Regions from separate parts of the Sus scrofa genome. Here regions 1, 2, 3, 4 and 6 are each linked to region 5. Evidence: chromatin contacts called from public Hi-C and HiChIP or PLAC-seq data. All regions are on one chromosome and are shown on one strand. The core of a region is the stretch at or near the end of the contact, and the rest is flanking DNA. Distances in the headings are between cores, read along the strand shown. Region 1 has its middle 540 kb from the start of CITED2. Region 2 overlaps LOC110259987 (a long non-coding RNA gene). Region 3 has its middle 180 kb from the start of CITED2. Region 4 has its middle 560 kb from the start of CITED2. Region 5 overlaps LOC110259987 (a long non-coding RNA gene). Region 6 has its middle 210 kb from the start of CITED2.

Region 1 (2,700 bases), core at 108-2,607, 190 kb before region 5:
AGTAGTAATGAAAAGTTCCAATACCTGGTCAATTCCCATTCACGTACAATGAAATAGAGAAGTACACAAAAGCGCATACACGTGCTCTCCTCCTGCACCACAGGTGTGTGCCTACTGGACAAGGCAGGAAAAGAAACGGACTGTAACAGAACACAGACGGGGTAAGGGTCTTCCCTGCAAGCTCGGTTGAGAGAGATAGATGAGGCATCTCAGAACTTCATCACAGAACATCTTGTATCTGTTATATTTATGCTTGTCAAGTTTATAACATGCACATAATTCTCTTTCATTCTTTCAACCAGGATTTACTCTCTTTTAGCTAGAGGAGGGCATGGGCTTTGTCTTTATTGCTCACTTTTAGACTTGGCAAGTAGATGCTCAACAAATATTTTCTGAATGAATTTATGAACTTTTCCAGGTCTAAAGAAGACTTCCATTTTAGATAAACAGTTACAAGAGAGTATGTTAATGGACAAGAGAGTGAGATCATGGAGTACTATAAGGTCAAGAGTAGGGGAACTTATGGAGTTCCCTGGCGGCCTAGCAGGTTAAGGATCCTGCTGTCATCACTCTGGTCACTATTGTGGCACAGGTTTGATCCCTGGCACAGGAACTTCCCATGCCTCGGGCAGCCACATAGGTGAGCTTAGCCCAATAGATGGGGTTATTCCATATTATGGAGTCAGTGATTTACGTTTAATCCTTTTCTGGTTTTCTGTATTCATTTATTAAAGATTTCCTTAGGTTTTGGTTTTATGAATATATAATCACTTTCTCTTATCCAATAGAGTCAAGACTTTGATATTCAGAAGAACCCAAACCCCTTTTGATAGCAGATTCCTTTTTAGAGCACTATCTTAATCAGGCCTATTTCTGTATGGTCTTGCTCCAGCCAACTGAAAGATGGCACATTCTGTAGGTTAACCCTATAGACTGTTGAGCAGTATCTCTGTGAAAGACATAGATATTGGTTATATTTATACAGGTATCTACACTAGGGTGGAAGTGAGCAAATCTCCCTCTTCTATATATTAATATCAATCAATAATTTATGAATTTACTTAAATTGACCTTACACTAATTTATGTTTTCAGCCTTCTGGGCAATGAGTTCCATGCCATCATTCCTTTTTCTCCTAAATAATAAATTTCATTTGTGTTAGAATTCACCACAAGCAATTCAGCAGAACATCATTAGCCTTCTACAAAATACCATAAGACTAAAATGTTATCTTCACTAACATAAAGACTTTGACTTTTTCTAAAATTTAAATTTTATCTACTTCTTTCCCCTTTGGCATGACCTTACAAAGAACCATGATGGTTCATCTGTCATGATTTCCTCCTACAGAAACCACATTTTTTTCCCCATTAGGTCATGCATGTTAACCACTAAACAACTGCCTCATCACAACTTCCAGTGGGTGGAGAAGGGACGAAAGGGAAAAATACCAGTTTCCTTACAGAAAGAAATTTCACTAACAATCCCGCAACTTTCCTTCTATTTGTAACAAAAATGTAACAATCTAGTCCCTAACACCCAAACTACTTTTTATTATTAAAATACATGCCAATATACATATGCCAAAACCCACAGGAGGTCCAACAGCAAGAGTGAACCCTAATGCAACCTAAGGCTTTGGGTGAAAATGACCTGTCAATGTAGGTTCATCAGTTGTAACAAATGGTACCACTCTGGTGGAGGACGCTCTGGGAGGCTGAGGTGACACCGTGTATGCAGTGGGCTATGGGAACTCTCTGTAGTTCCCATTCAATTTTCTTGTGAACTTAAACTGCTCTAAACAAAAAAAAAAAAAAAAAAAAATTAAGTCTACAAAAAAAAAAAAATCTGCACAGAAATAAACACCAGACTCTAATCAAAATACTTTATGTGTTTTACTAAAATTAATTTATGTAATCCTCATGAGCGATATGAGAACTTATGAGACCTTATGAGACCTTATCAGAAAGATAGTAATACCATTTTTCCCTTTTTGATGATGAGGAGACTGTAGCAAAGAAAGACTACGTCATCTGAATGACACAACTGAAGAGTGTCAAAATTGCTACCTGGCTACAGTCTATACATCTCATTACTCAGCTGGGTTACTTTTCAATCATATCAAATAAAGTCTCTGGCCACACATTCCTCCCTTCCACCCTGAGCACATTTCTTTCTATAACTAGCTGGGCAGCTGTGGGTGATTTCATAGAAGCATTGTCTACTTCATAGCAATATATGTTTTTAAAGTCTCTGCCTGTATCACTCTTAAGGATAAGCCTCATAAGTAAAACGGGAAGTGAAAGAGTTCCTAATGGTTTTCTTGGTAAAGATGAATGTGAGGAGTCATTTGAGTTTTTCATTTGCATCACAGCCATCAGATTGCCTCATTGATGCTTTGGCTAGCTTCCCAATTTTGAAGTATTTCACAAGTTTGTATATACTGACTTTTCAGTTTATTGCCTTGGTTAACCCATGGTTATTTGGGGAAGGTTTTTATTTTCTTCATATTTTCTGTTTTGATGACCTGTGTCACTTCTAAAAACAGGAAAGAAACAAAATTTTTAAAAAGCTTAGTCAATAGTGAAATACCTACATTGTTTAGAAAACTGCAGTGATGTAGAGGAGAAAAGAATTTTCAAATGACATAGTGTTTGTTCCCAAAGTTCAACTTCCTTACTGAAAAGTTAATTTTATGAA
Region 2 (2,700 bases), core at 102-2,601, 150 kb before region 5:
ATAAAATAAGCATTTATTTGGCAGTACTTTCCAGCTGGCAAACACTGCTCTTAAGTCCAGGGATCCACTATTATGACAAGGGATCTCTTCTCTCTTTTCCTCCCTCTTCTGTTTTCACTATTCTGCCACCGCTGACCAAGTCCTCTCCCTGCAATGGCTGCTAAATATTCCTGGTGTCTATGGCTCCATGATCTCTGTTTCCTGGCTTCTCTATATATAGACCAATGTCAATCTTACTGCAGTACCTCTCCTTATATGAAAACTCTCTAAGAAAGTGGATTTTTATTGTTTTACATAATTACCACACAGTGGAGAGTGTTCCAGTTGGGCAGAGCTGTCAGGCTAGTTCATACCCCACTATTCTGGCCAACCAGAGAGTGTTACTTATAATTTGAATTCAAGTTCAAATTTTTTCAGACCATAAAAACTGCTTTTATATTCCACATGTACTACAAAGGACATATTAAGAAAGACGTGTAGTATGAGTTTTGTTTAGTTTTCTAGACCACAGGTAATCTTCCTAATAGTTTTAGCATAGAAAATTGAAAAGGAAAAGACACTAATTTCAGCCTGTTAAAAGTCACTAGCCAGATGTTGTAAAAAGAACCACTAATGAAAGGTCTCCCTGAAGACTTTAAAAGTTTCTTTATATTCAACCTAATGCTCTTAAAGAGAATATCACATTTCATTGACATACAAGGCATTCGAGTTAAATTAAAAGGTTTGAAAAATACCCTTCTCTGAATTGAAGTCTAAGAGACTGGTTTTGAAGTTTACCTGCTTTCCTAAGAGGACTTTTACTTCTCTCTGCCATAAAATGAGTAATTTTTCCCAATTTGACTTGATGCCATTCAACCTTTTAAATTAGATCTATAGTTGGATGTTCAGTTCAGGTGAAGCTGAGTCAACAGTCACACTTTTCAAGTCTGTTAGGGCATCATGAAGCAAGCAGTTAAACTCGAAGTGAATTTAAAAGACCAAATAAATGTTCTTTTTGTTCAGAAATCAGCAGGAGGAAACAGACAAAGTAACTAAAGATTTTAATTGCTAGTCTTCACAGAAATCAGTGGTCAGTTGTTTTCTATGTACTTGATTCAAGAAATAATTTATGGATATAATCTGGGGGGAAACAACATTTAAGAAGAAGTAATATATTCAACTTGTTTTAAAGTGACCTGCATAGCTGCAACCTTATCGTCACAGTAACTCAACATTTTCTTTTTCTATTTTTTTCTAAAACCAACTAATTTGCAGTTACAGTTTTCTTTCTGAACTATTGCCTGTAAAAACTCACTTCCTGGTTATTCATAGCAAAATGATTCCTTTCCCTACCCCCATCTGATTCTGATGTGATGAGGTAACTTTGAACAGTTGTGTGCATAACTCATTTTCTTCACTGCTGGGAAAACATGAGTTGCTTGGGGGGAAGGGGAAAATCCTTTTTTCAAAAAACTCAACACTCAGTCTGCTGCAAGTTTGTCTGGGAAAATGAAACAAAATTTAAATTTTCTTTCTCCTTCTGTTCACCTTCATTTCACAGAAAAGGAGGATATTCAGTTAATTGCTGAATTATAGTAAATGTCACTTAAAAGACTGCTTTATACATACATGGGATTTGGCAGAAACGATATTGGAGAGACTATAAATATGAAGAAAATTACAAAGGCAGTAGGGCTATAGGAAGTAGAGAACTTGAAGCTGAAATAAAAAAAAAAAAAAAAAACCAAAAAACAGCAACTTAGAACATCTAACAGAGTCCAGCACTGCTTGGGTGACTTACACATAGGCAGGAGGCTACTGCTAATGTGTTGAAAATAATCTTTCCTAGTTTCCGTATTATTCCTTTTCACAGACTCAAAATGAGCCAAGCCATAGGGGAAAAAAATAGCAGTAATTATGATATTCAGTAGGAATTACCTGAGCTAACAACTTTCACAGGGAAGATGGCAAATGCCAGGGCAAAAGTTAAAAGTTACATAAGCCTATGAACAGTACAGGGACCCCTTTGTGCCAAGCCTTCACTGAGCTCCATGAGAGAAAAATCAGAGAACCCAGGCAAGTACCTTACTCATGAAAGGCTATGCTTGCCTCTGCAAACACTTATCTTTCCACCTGTGGCCCACCATTCTCTCCATCCCCACCTCTGTCCCATCACCCATCTGCTTGCTTATTTTACCCTGGCCTTTTTCTCTAATCACTGACTGTTCTTCTAGTCTTTTTATGTGTCTCATCATCTTATTCCATCTTGCCTGTGTACTGTGTGCTCCATAAATGTTTCAGTGCTTACAAGTAATACGAGAAGTAGAGTCCTCAGACCAAGTAATTTAATTCGGTATCCCCTCCCCTCCCCTGACTCAAGAACACGTGCAGTGCCCCCTAACATTGGTGGAGTTACACACATCCCCAAACAGGAGGGCAACCCCAGGCATCTGCATCAGAGGATTCCACTTTTCCATAAATTCTGAGAAAATAAAGTTGGAAGAAAGCTTTTAAAATTGTGTGTGTTTATCTGTGTGTGTGTGTATGTGTGTCAGAAAGGGCCAAAGAAATCTAACTATTGGTGTGTCTTTCTCTTAAGAAAAAAAAATGCAGAAAGAAATACATTTAGTCTAATGGAACAACTATTCCCCACTGAAACCCAGCAAACAACACAAAAACACTAGCAAAACCTTCACAGGATAGTGTTATGTTATGGAATAC
Region 3 (2,700 bases), core at 139-2,638, 170 kb after region 5:
CCACAGGCTACATTAGATTCTCAAATGGGTTTTGTGGTCCAGAATGGGGACTGTGCTATACAGAATGTTCATAGGCTGGTTCCTGTAGCTTCTCCCTAGCTGTAGGATTTTGCACTGGCAGTGAATAACCTCTGAATCCACATTTCAGATTTCTAAGGTCTCTTCCATATTTAAAACACAATAGTTCTGTTATCTAAAATGTCCTAAAGAATAGTCAAAAGAAGCAAATTTTCCTTCCACCTTTTGTGACCCCTCCCTACCCTACACACACCCCTCAAATTTACACTCCTAACCCCTTCTAGGTCATCTGTGTTTGTCACTCCCATAATCAGACAAAATACGTCCAACTGCCCCAAGCATTCTTCATAGCCTTTCTAAACACTGGTTATGTGATGCATGGAGTATGAGTCAGGCGAGGGGGAAAGGGGCCTCTTTTTAAGTTTATATGTAACTGTGAGAGTTTTCAAGCATGTGCTGGCATGCCAGCCCTGTGTTTAAAAAAAAAAAAAAAGGCAAAAAAATGTTAATAATAATGTTTTTCTGCTCAAAGGGGGTTCTGGGCGATCAGAACCCTCAAGAGTGGTATGTTTAATGAGAAGGATGTACGTGCTCGGGGGCTTTGATGGGGGTCGGGGGGCATTATAATCCGCAACCATTTCTCCACCTTAAATCTCTGCTACAAAAAGGTTCTGCAGCCTCATTCCCCTCTGAAGTCAAAAGCTCTGGTTTAAATTCCTTACTTGGAAGGTCATTCATTCTCTCATAGCCAAAAAGCTTGTTTGCTTTTGTCTTCCCACTTGCTTTCAAATGAAAATATCAGACCACAGGCCATCTTACTTCCCCAACCCAAAACTTAATTACATCATGTCCAGGAGTGAAGGTTGTTGAAAGTTATTAATGCAGTAGTTGGGAACATTGCATTCCAATAGCCTTTACATTCATGCTCAGATGCTTGCTCTCAGCCTGACCTGACTAGTAGCTCTGGATGGTGGTAGGCAAACATCATGGCCACATTTTGTCCAATTTAGTCTCTCACCATGCTCATTCAAAAGCCCACTGTCAAGTACATTTTCATTATCATAAAGTGTATTTATTTATTTCCCAATGTTTGTCAGCATCCCCTAGAAGCTTTTAGAAGGGAATTTCTTATTCCAACCATTCTATCAACCATTCTGCCAATTCCAACCATTTCTGTCTATCAGCCATTATTTCCACTGCCTTGTGTTTCTAACAGATCTTGAAATTAGCACTATGTTTCTGTTTGCCATGTGTGACATACTCATTGGTGGTAACACACCAAGTACATCAGCTGGAGGACAGACTGCAAGTCATACATGACCTGGATACCTATCCCTGTCACTAAGCAGGACTTCAGCCTCAAGCCTGAGAATCACATGTGTCAGCAAGCTGTAGCTCTGGAAAGAAGAAATAAAAGCCAACGGAGTTCTCACTGTGGTGTAATAGGATTGGTGACCTCTCTAGAGTGCTGGGACACAGATTCAATTCCTGGCCTGGCACACTGGGTTAAGGATCTGGCAGGTCCCAACTGTGGCTCAGATCTGATACCTGACCTGGGAACTCCATATGACATGGGCAACCAAAAAAAAGAAGAAAATTTTTTAAATAAATAAAGCCCAATTGTTTGCGGCAGGGCTTTGCAGATGTGGGGGCAACAGTGAGAGCTTAAAGCACTTTTAGGTACCTTTTTAGAAATAGATTTTATTTTTTTTTTCACCAAATTAAGGCACCAGTCCAGATCCATAATCCCTCGATATTTAGGGTGAGGTGGGAAATTTCTAGACGTGAACCTATAATCATCCAAGATTCTCTGTGTTGCAACTTAGAGCCCCTCCAGACATGGGGACAAGCTTGGGGGTCAAGCCTTCATGGAAGGGGTGACATACTGATCCTGCAACAGAAAATAAGAAAAAGTATCAGAGCACAGTGCGACAAATTAAATATTTTAAAACTTGGACCTTCCCAACGTTGTCTCTGTGAGGATGCAGATTTGATCTCTGACCCTGCTCAGTGGGTTAAGGATCTGGCGTTGCTGCAAGCTGCAGTGTAAGGCACAGATGTGGCTCAGATCCAGTGCTGCCATGGCTGTGGCACAGGCCACAGCTGCAACTCCAATTTGACCCTGGCCCAGGAACTTCCAAATGCTGCCGATGTGGCCAAAAAAAAAGAAAACAAACAAACAAACAAACTTGGTCATTCATCATAGATTGTCCACGAAACTCTGTTTTGGGCACTTTAGGAAAGTGTACTTCCCATAGGCATGGAGAAGATCAGGATAGGATATTACAAAGTACTGCCAAGAGACATCATAGTTAGAACTCAACTGCTGCAACGATGGGCACAGGCTGACTTTGGAGACAGATGGATCTGGTTTAATTCTGGCATCTCTCCTCTGGAGCTGACCTCTGGAAAGGATTTTAGTCCCACCCATGTCACCTCTTCTGCAGCCCCTTGTTATGTGCCCCTTACACCTGTTTCTCTTAGTGATCCAAGCCTGACCTCCTCCTCTAGATTCCTCCAACACTCCACCTGTATGTATTGTTACCACTGCCTGACACACTTCTCCATGTCTGTTTGCTTTGTGGCATATTTCTGTGTAAACATGCAATCAGCCTGCTTCATTGGATTCCAAGTTTGATGGGGGCAGGCGTTGCCCCTCCTCTTTTTTTTAGGGCCACACCA
Region 4 (2,700 bases), core at 171-2,670, 220 kb before region 5:
AGTCAGTTATCTATTAAATAAGGAAAATAAGGAATACAATGGACGGGAAAATGTCGTTACATCTCAATATCTACCCTTTTTAATACCTATTATTACATTTTTCACTATTAACAGAGCTAAATCTTTCCTAGGTCTCACATAATGGAATATTCACTCCTATCCTTTAGTGTTTGTCCCAGAAAATCCTATAAAGTCACATTTTTATTCCATTAGCTATTAGGAATAGCCATGGGGGAATGCTACCTATCAGGCATAACAACCCAGGCAGTACAACAGAGGAACCAACCTTGACCAGAAAGAAAAAGCCAAGACTCTGAAGTACCTAATAGGTAAAAGCCTTACCCTAGATGCTTGAGATGAAAAGACATTTTAATGTCTGCCTTCTTGGCTGAAGATGATTCTTTATTCAAAATGAAATATTTTACATTTCAAAGATAAACATAAAACTGTGGAGGGTGTTGATTCAGATACCAAAACTGATGAGGTTTGGTAAATAAGTTTACTTAAATTTCTTTTCCCAGAAATTATCAGTGGAGTAAAATGAAGAGAGAACCGGCAATATCCAAAGAAATGGTTATAAATAGATAAGAAAATTAAAACCATAGTAACTCTTATTCAATTAAGAGAAAGACTATAAAAACATTGCATCAAGTGATATATTACTCTTTTATACTAAGATTCATTCTTGTCTGAACTCTGGGAGAAAAGTCTACTTGGAAATAGATAAGTAAGAATTATGGAGGACTTTTCAGAAGTTAGTGAACATGGATTTCTTCAGTGTTTTATAAAGTTTATTTCCCACAAAGTTTTAAGAAAGGAGGAAGGAAAAGAGGAGACAGGAAATACAAGTCCCCGATGACTCCTCTTCTGACCCACAAATACAAGGAGAGGATGAGAAAACACAAAGTTAAACTATCATAGCTCAAACTTCTGCTAGAATTAGAAGTTCTCTACTTAATGGAAAAAAGGAAAGTTGTGAGTTTATATTTAGACTTCTTAAATCCTAAAGAGTAAAAATACAGAGTTTATTATTTTTTCTTCTTGTTCTCACTACCTTTCCTTTCTTTTTTTTAAAATGACAGCTTAGACTCATGATCTTTTAAAATAATAATAATATATATGTCTCTCCTCATCCTTTTCTAGACATAGAAAAAAAAAATGTCCCACTGGTAAAGACTTGATGCAATTCTTCTCTTTAAGAGTTTTAAGTCTTCCTTTACAACACAAAATTTGCTGTCCATTTAGTGTCAGTCAAATTAAAAATTGTGCTTCTGCTATATGTGTTACTGCCTGCTCGACTAGAAAAAATTCAAGCAATCAAAACAACCATTTATTTTCGCCACTAGACACAGAGGTCAAGATCCAATGGTGTGTCACAATCTGTTGTGAGCTCTGTTGCAAGTAATTTGTTACTATTAATAGTTCAAAGTTTGCAAATGATTTACTTTTGTTTGTAAGTTAGAGGGAAGTCAAGGTTATCCTGAAATGTCACTCTCACTCAGCTGCATTCTGATATCTTTCTCTGAGGAGAGTAGGGGAGGCTTTCTAACCAGGATGCCAGTGAGCGAATGTCACCCACTGTTTGTTTTCAGAGGTAAAGAGATTGAAACCACTTCATCAGGCCAGGGCAGACAGCAAAATACCTCGTAGATATTGAAAGCAAGGTGCCACTTGAAAGTTAAATTAGAAAATCGATTCATGACAGATGTGATCAGAGACAGGTAAAGGCACTCTTAAGAATAAGATGTGGGGGCCATGCTTGGAGAGAAACTCCAGGCACCTCTCCTGGGGATGAATGCATCAGGTTGGCAGTCAGTCAGTGTTTGACTGACTCAATGTCCCTCGCTCTGAACAATGTGCTCAGAACTTGCCCTTTCATACTTTTTTTTTTCTTTCTTCAAAGAGTGTAAGTATATAAAACCTTTGACATTTATAATTTTGTCATAAATTAAAAAATCAGCATTCTGGCCTTATGACCAAATGAAATGTATTGATGTTCTGGTTTGTTCCAGACCCTGTGGTAGGCACTAAGTTCGCAAAAATACTTAAGGAAGAATTTTTGTCTCAAGGAATTTCCCATGAGAAATTAATTAATGTGAGTTTGTTCCTGAAAGGCTAATATACTCCTTCTATGTGCTCAGAAAATCATGTTTATGAACCTACAAAACCAAAGAACAGACTGGATTGTGGTGAATCCAACAAATGAAACAGCATATAATGAAGCCTCCTGAGGATCAAACAACTGATCTCAACTGAAAAAAACCCCACATCACAATTCCCTTTGTGTATATATAAAGTTTTAGACATCACAGAAAGTCATTGCCACTGAGTGAAAATTCAGATGATCCAAGTCCACTGCTTATTAGCTTTAATGATTGTAAATAAGTTAACATCTTTGACACTCAGTTTTCATACTTACAAAATGACACTAATCATTCTTCCTGTTACTCTACACAGATGTTGTGAGGATGGAAAGCATGGGCAGAAGCAGGGGACCAACTCTATTCCAACACACAGTTATAACCAATAGTCACTGGGTACCAGATGGAGTGTTTCCACATGCTCTCACTTTTAACCCTCACAGCAACCCTCACTTTAGGCCTTATTGCCTAAAGTTAAAAGTTGACATACTCTAGGTCACATCATGTAGTGGCAAAACTAGAACTTGAAACTTCACTGCCTGCCTGCAAGGTGTCTGTC
Region 5 (2,700 bases), core at 114-2,613:
ATTTGTGGCAATGAACAAGGCCAAAAAAAAAAAAAAAAGAAAAAAAGAAAAAGGAAGAAAAACTGCTGAAATTCTACTCCCAGAGATGGCCACTGTATGGTCTGTTTCTCTACCAGACTATTTTACATGCACTTTCACACATACATACACACACATACACACACACACACATTCACACACACTTTTCTAAAAATAAAACTAGGGCATGCCAAACTGTTTTAGCTTGCTTTTGTATACCTGAATACATCAAGGAAAATATTATCAGTTGATGTACAAAACTGCCATGTTCTTTTAATGTCTGTCCAGTTTCACTGAATGAATGAAAAATATTTTTTAACCAGTTTTGCATTGTAAACATTGCTAAACATTTACAATGTTTCTGATCTATCAATATTACAATCACTTGGGTATTCTGGAGGATAGCTTTCTAAAAACAGAACTAAGTTCGAGGTTAAAATTTTTGCTCCATGTTTCCAAGTTACTTCCAAAAATCTTGTAGTAATATACATTCCTATCAACAATGTATGAGAAAATATATGCTGTGCCATGTATTTTAAGCTTTGTTAAACTAAAAGATAAATATCACTGTTGTTTATATTTTAGCTACACTAAGGTTTTTTACTCAGATTTACTTGGAGTCTTTACAATATTGACCCATCTCACCAATGAATACGGCATAGCTTTGCATTAGCAAGTGTTCTTTATGTCTTTCAGTAAAGTCACATTGTTTTCCTGATACATATCTTGCAAATTTCTTATTAAATTTTTATGCACTCTATGTTACAATTGCTGATGATCTGAGTTTTTCATTATATTTTCAAGTGATTTTACTAATATAAATAAAGCCTATTGATATTTGAGTTTGTATATTACTTCTAGCCATTTTCCTAAATTAGTTCTAGTAAATTTTTCATTGGTTTCAGGTTTGCTTTTGGTTTTGTTCTTAGGCTGTCATAATGTTACAGGTAATACATTTTGCCATTCTTTTCTAATCTGTATGTAGAAATGATAATGAACATCCTTTTCTCGGTTCAGAATTCAATGAGTAAGCCTTTGGTTTTTTCAGTTTATGATAGTGTACTATTATCTGTTTGGGGCCTTAGATCACTTTGTGAATCTAATAAAAGTTACAGACCCTCTTCGTCCTCCCTTCAAATACATGCTGTGTAAATCAGCAAATTTCTCATGTATTTTTAGTTGATTCATACACCCCATGGGGCTGACAAATACACTCACACAAAAACACACCATAGAATAGGCTCGAGTGACATAACTAAAGTTGCTTCAGTGGGACTGGCCAGAGGGAAACCTTCCAAGTAGGTGAAGGGTGTCAACTAATGCAACAAGCATTTGTCGAGCTACCATTAGGAGTTCTAGTTACCCAACAGAAGGGTTAGCTATCTAATGGAATTAAAAACAGACACTCTGCAAGGCACTAGCCATAAATTCTCTTTGAATTATTCTCAGTCTATCCAGAAGGAGAGACATTTAAGTAAACAGAACAACACGAAAGTGCTACTAAAGATACATGCATTCTGGATAACAGCATACCTGGGTACTGTTTTTGTCAACTGTAGGAAATTTTACAGAAAATATGCCTTCTGTAGATGGTATTGAAGGGGCAAAGACATTCCAAGAAGACAAACAACAAGAGCAAAGGTAGTCTGGTCTGATACATTTGTAAAATGATTGGTAGTCCCTGTGCTTGGAACACAGAGAAAGTGCAAAGATTTTCATTGTGTTGTTTGAAATGACTGTTTTTGTGGTAGCCTCAGCCAAAATAACAGAGTGTTACAAATCTTGCAAAATAAAGATTCCTCAGAAACCTCACACAAATTGCATAACTCTTGAACTATTTTGTTTCAGGGCAGAAACCTCATAGATATTCTCAGTCTTACCACTGGTTTTCCAATTTAGCCCTTTTGTTCCTTTCTTACTTAATTGATCCAGAATCTTGTGGCCTGCTGAGAATGCCTGAGGGCTTTCTTTGTCTGGTACCAATTTCAGAGCTTCTGGCTGAAGGCTAGTGGAAGTTGTTAACAGTTGCTGGAAATTTAGTGTGAAAAAGCTGGCTTTGGGGAGATTAACCTAGAAATACCAACTATTTACTTTATATCCATACTTAGAAAAGAATATGTCTCTTGGGAGTATTCACTTACCTTCTACTCATCTCAATTAAATTCCTTGGACATATTTGTCCATGAATGGCATGCCTCTTTTCCCACTGTTTCTGTCAATTCATTCTCTTTCTTACCTCATTCCCTTCTATGTTACAACTTTCTCCGTGTTTTTTCCCCTCATCACTGTTTCTAAGGAATCTTCAGCAGAAGTCACCAGACCAGAGTTTGCAAACAGAAAATCTGTTCTTTCAATCTTGCCCAAATATGGCATTTTGTTTGTCCACCACTCTCAGCTGAATCAGAATATGGGAGGTGAAGGTGTTCAGAGAGCAGAGTGGCGGGGTCATGGCAGACATCAGTATTAAAAAGCTTAGCATATACACAGTACTGTATGAAACAGATAATTAACAAGAACCTACTGTATAGTGCAGGGAAATCTACTCAATAGCTTGTAATAACCTATATGGGAAAAAATAAGTTACATAAAGCTTATATATATAAAATGAATTCACTTTGCTGTATACCTGAAAATAATACAACATTGTAAATCAACTATACTCCAATAAAATTAACTAAAAAT
Region 6 (2,700 bases), core at 160-2,659, 140 kb after region 5:
TGGCGTGGGAGTCTTTTAATTTTTATTTCATTCATTCCTATGCTGTTTGCTTTTCTAATCATGTTCGTGGTATATTTTCAGTTAAAATAACAACCTTTTTGAACCCTGAACAAAATGAAAAGGCAAAACGACAACACGTACACACACAGCTGTAATAGAGAGGGCAGAAGAGCAGTACAAGCAAAATATTCCAAGATGGCAGTGTCATTACTTTTATCCTTTGGCTGAAAGTTTTGGCTGAAAAGTTTTTCCTGAGGGTTTAGGTTGTTTTCCCTAGCTGAGGGGTGGGGTGAGGGATAAGGAAGACAGATTTGTGTCTGTAGCTGATTGGCAGTTTCTGTGAGAAATTATTCACTCCAATAAGTTTTGTTATTGTGGCAATTTCTTTCTCAGAATTGATGGTGCCCTTTACTTTCAGGCGGGGGATGGTGTGGGGAATGGGATGTTGTTTCTAGTGACTGCTGGGAGAAACAAGTCGGGGGTAGCTGTCTGACAGAGAGAGTGAAAAGGTTCTGGGAGAATGGAATGTTGTTGTTACTCTGTTTTTGAAGCCACTCTTCTTTTTGATCATGTTTATACTTTAAAATTTCACACTGTGGTCAAACTAGGCAAGGTATAATTTTACATGTCCCTGTAAACACTGGACAACTACACTTGTCCTGTATGCACACGATTTTTATGGACATTTAAGATGGGTACCTGTGGGTGGAGAGGAATCACATTTTAATAACCAAAACTGTGACCGCCGAATACTTTAAACGCAGGCTCTTTTTGGCTTTAGAGTATTCCTACCTTTTTAACAGAAGTAACATAAATCCAAGTGCTGTTTTTCTCAACTATAATTTAGAGTTACACTGAAGAAGAAAGTTTTAAATAAGATAAAGTTAAAACTATGTGTTTTAGAGCAAGCATTCTATATTGACATAAAAGAGCAAGCTTTAAGTTTACTGAAAAGGAATATTCCAGCAGTTACCAAAAGATTCCACAGCTGTTAAACTGGAGGAACTGTTTTTCTTTCTTTGAGTTTAACTCCTCCTCTCTCAATTACCTCATAACTAATCAAAGTTTAAATGAAAATGGTAGTAGCCAAAGAGCCATTTTGATTGCTGTCACTGCATTGGCACACTATTTACAGGCCTGTTCATGGCCACTAATAACTTTTTTTTCTTTTAAAATTTGTTCTCTTGAAATCTCTTTTAAAACAACATGTAGTCTAAAATATTAATTAGTATGTACATAGAGTCCATTTTCTTAAGCTTTTTTTTTACAATGTGCAATAAAAATGTACTCAGGGAAAGGGAAGGGAGGCATTTGTTGATCTTCATGGGACTGTTGTATCTAGGACTGGTGAACCCTCTTGTTATTTCAGCAAACACTGCTTAGAAGAGCTATTATAAGATTATATGTGCGTGACATAGACATTTGAGATAGATAAACAGCCATGCTTAAATTAGATTGTGATCCATGCATGCAGCCACCAGATATTTAACCAAGACTTTATGCTAGGTTTTACTAAAATAATCATGTATAGACATAAATACTGCTCTTAAAAGGCATATAGTCCAATAAGGACTTTAGAGAATAATGTCCCTTGCTTCTAGATCCTAAGCCCTTTTATCAGTCAGCTAATACCGAAACAATGCTGTGTCACAACAACTAGAAATCTTGACATTTTAGTGCCTTACAAAAATAAGCGTTTTTTTTCTTGTTCATGTATCCATAAATTGGACTCAGCTGAGGTAGGCCAGGATCAACTGGACTTAGCCTCAAACTGGCGGTTAGGTGCACATCTGCCAATCCTTCCATGAACCAGTTGCTAACTAAAGCATGTTCTTTTTAAAGTCAAAGTGCACAAAAAAAGCTACAGCACACATTTCAAGCACCTACCACTGGCCCACCTGCTGACACCTCATCAACCAATGCAAATCACACGGCCTAGCCCAGCAGATAGAACAGAGAAGTACACTCCTTCCACAGAAAAAAGAGAAGAAAAAAGAGGAAAGAAAAAGAAAAGAAGAAAGAAAGAAAAAAGAAAAGAAAAGAAGAAACGGAGTTCCCACTGTTGCTCAGTAGTTAACGAATCTGATTAGGAACCACGAGGTTGCAGGTTCAATCCCTGGCCTTGCTCGGTGAGTTAAGGATCCGACATTGCAGTGAGCTGTGGTATAGGTCGCGGCAGCTACAGCTCTGATTAGACCCATAGCCTGGGAACCTCCAAATGCTGTGGGTGCAGCCCTAGAAAAGACCAAAAAAAGAAAAGGAGGGAAGAGAGAGAGAGGCTGGGGGAAGAAAGAAGAGAGAGGAGAGATTGAATACTTCTTGGACAAAAACCCAACCTTCCTGTCTCTTTTCATACCATTCTTTCTTTCTCTAAGAGAGCTCACCAAACCCAGAGATTTCCTTCTTATCTATATACAGATAATTCATCTCTTTATTATCTCTAGCTCAAAACTCTCATCTTAGTTCTTGTGAACATAATATGTTTTAATAAAATTCATGATCAACCCCACTACATCTGACAGACCAAAACTGGTATTGTCTTTTCATTCTCTATGTCACTGCAACTGTCTATGCACACCAGAAATCTAGGAGTCTATATCCCCTCACCTTCAACTGCCAAATTCTATTGATCTGACAACTCATTTTTTTACCTTCTAAATGTTTCTTGATCCTTTCACTTCTCTTCATCTTCACCAGCAT

The links. A called contact is a pair of places that touch in the nucleus more often than the background predicts. HiChIP or PLAC-seq counts read pairs in DNA pulled down with a chosen protein or histone mark.
Region 1: a contact with region 5 is called in an H3K27ac HiChIP or PLAC-seq map of alveolar macrophages. The contact joins two enhancer-like sites. A contact is called at or near these places in 2 of 47 Hi-C or Micro-C datasets (both in embryonic fibroblasts) and 1 of 2 datasets of contacts at active chromatin or transcription factors (alveolar macrophages).
Region 2: a Hi-C map of embryonic fibroblasts shows a contact between it and region 5, with 2.5 times the contacts expected there. The contact joins two enhancer-like sites. A contact is called at or near these places in 2 of 47 Hi-C or Micro-C datasets (embryonic fibroblasts and fibroblasts).
Region 3: a contact with region 5 is called in a Hi-C map of embryonic fibroblasts, with 2.5 times the contacts expected there. The contact joins two enhancer-like sites. A contact is called at or near these places in 2 of 47 Hi-C or Micro-C datasets (embryonic fibroblasts and fibroblasts) and 1 of 2 datasets of contacts at active chromatin or transcription factors (alveolar macrophages).
Region 4: a contact with region 5 is called in a Hi-C map of liver, with 4 times the contacts expected there. The contact joins two enhancer-like sites. A contact is called at or near these places in 2 of 47 Hi-C or Micro-C datasets (embryonic fibroblasts and liver) and 1 of 2 datasets of contacts at active chromatin or transcription factors (skeletal muscle).
Region 6: an H3K27ac HiChIP or PLAC-seq map of skeletal muscle shows a contact between it and region 5. The contact joins two enhancer-like sites. A contact is called at or near these places in 2 of 47 Hi-C or Micro-C datasets (embryonic fibroblasts and fibroblasts) and 1 of 2 datasets of contacts at active chromatin or transcription factors (skeletal muscle).

Annotation. Positions count from the first base shown.
Region 1 is chr1:24,618,729-24,621,428 of Sscrofa11.1, forward strand. No RefSeq gene overlaps it. Among named protein-coding and RNA genes, the nearest start is that of CITED2, 540 kb to the right of the region's middle. Within about 2 kb of position 1,358, at least 4 of the 83 cell types and tissues checked have an H3K27ac peak or open chromatin away from gene starts, as enhancers often do. A contact at or near this core is called in alveolar macrophages, where this site is marked.
Region 2 is chr1:24,659,255-24,661,954 of Sscrofa11.1, forward strand. The region is part of intron 3 of LOC110259987 (a long non-coding RNA gene); the gene reads right to left. Among named protein-coding and RNA genes, the nearest start is that of CITED2, 500 kb to the right of the region's middle. Within about 2 kb of position 1,352, at least 10 of the 83 cell types and tissues checked have an H3K27ac peak or open chromatin away from gene starts, as enhancers often do. A contact at or near this core is called in embryonic fibroblasts, where this site is marked.
Region 3 is chr1:24,978,258-24,980,957 of Sscrofa11.1, forward strand. No RefSeq gene overlaps it. Among named protein-coding and RNA genes, the nearest start is that of CITED2, 180 kb to the right of the region's middle. Within about 2 kb of position 1,389, at least 11 of the 83 cell types and tissues checked have an H3K27ac peak or open chromatin away from gene starts, as enhancers often do. A contact at or near this core is called in embryonic fibroblasts, where this site is marked.
Region 4 is chr1:24,593,836-24,596,535 of Sscrofa11.1, forward strand. No RefSeq gene overlaps it. Among named protein-coding and RNA genes, the nearest start is that of CITED2, 560 kb to the right of the region's middle. Within about 2 kb of position 1,421, at least 8 of the 83 cell types and tissues checked have an H3K27ac peak or open chromatin away from gene starts, as enhancers often do. A contact at or near this core is called in liver, where this site is marked.
Region 5 is chr1:24,812,333-24,815,032 of Sscrofa11.1, forward strand. The region is part of intron 2 of LOC110259987 (a long non-coding RNA gene); the gene reads right to left. Among named protein-coding and RNA genes, the nearest start is that of CITED2, 340 kb to the right of the region's middle. Within about 2 kb of position 1,364, at least 16 of the 83 cell types and tissues checked have an H3K27ac peak or open chromatin away from gene starts, as enhancers often do. A contact at or near this core is called in alveolar macrophages, embryonic fibroblasts, liver and 1 more, where this site is marked.
Region 6 is chr1:24,949,187-24,951,886 of Sscrofa11.1, forward strand. No RefSeq gene overlaps it. Among named protein-coding and RNA genes, the nearest start is that of CITED2, 210 kb to the right of the region's middle. Within about 2 kb of position 1,410, at least 3 of the 83 cell types and tissues checked have an H3K27ac peak or open chromatin away from gene starts, as enhancers often do. A contact at or near this core is called in skeletal muscle, where this site is marked.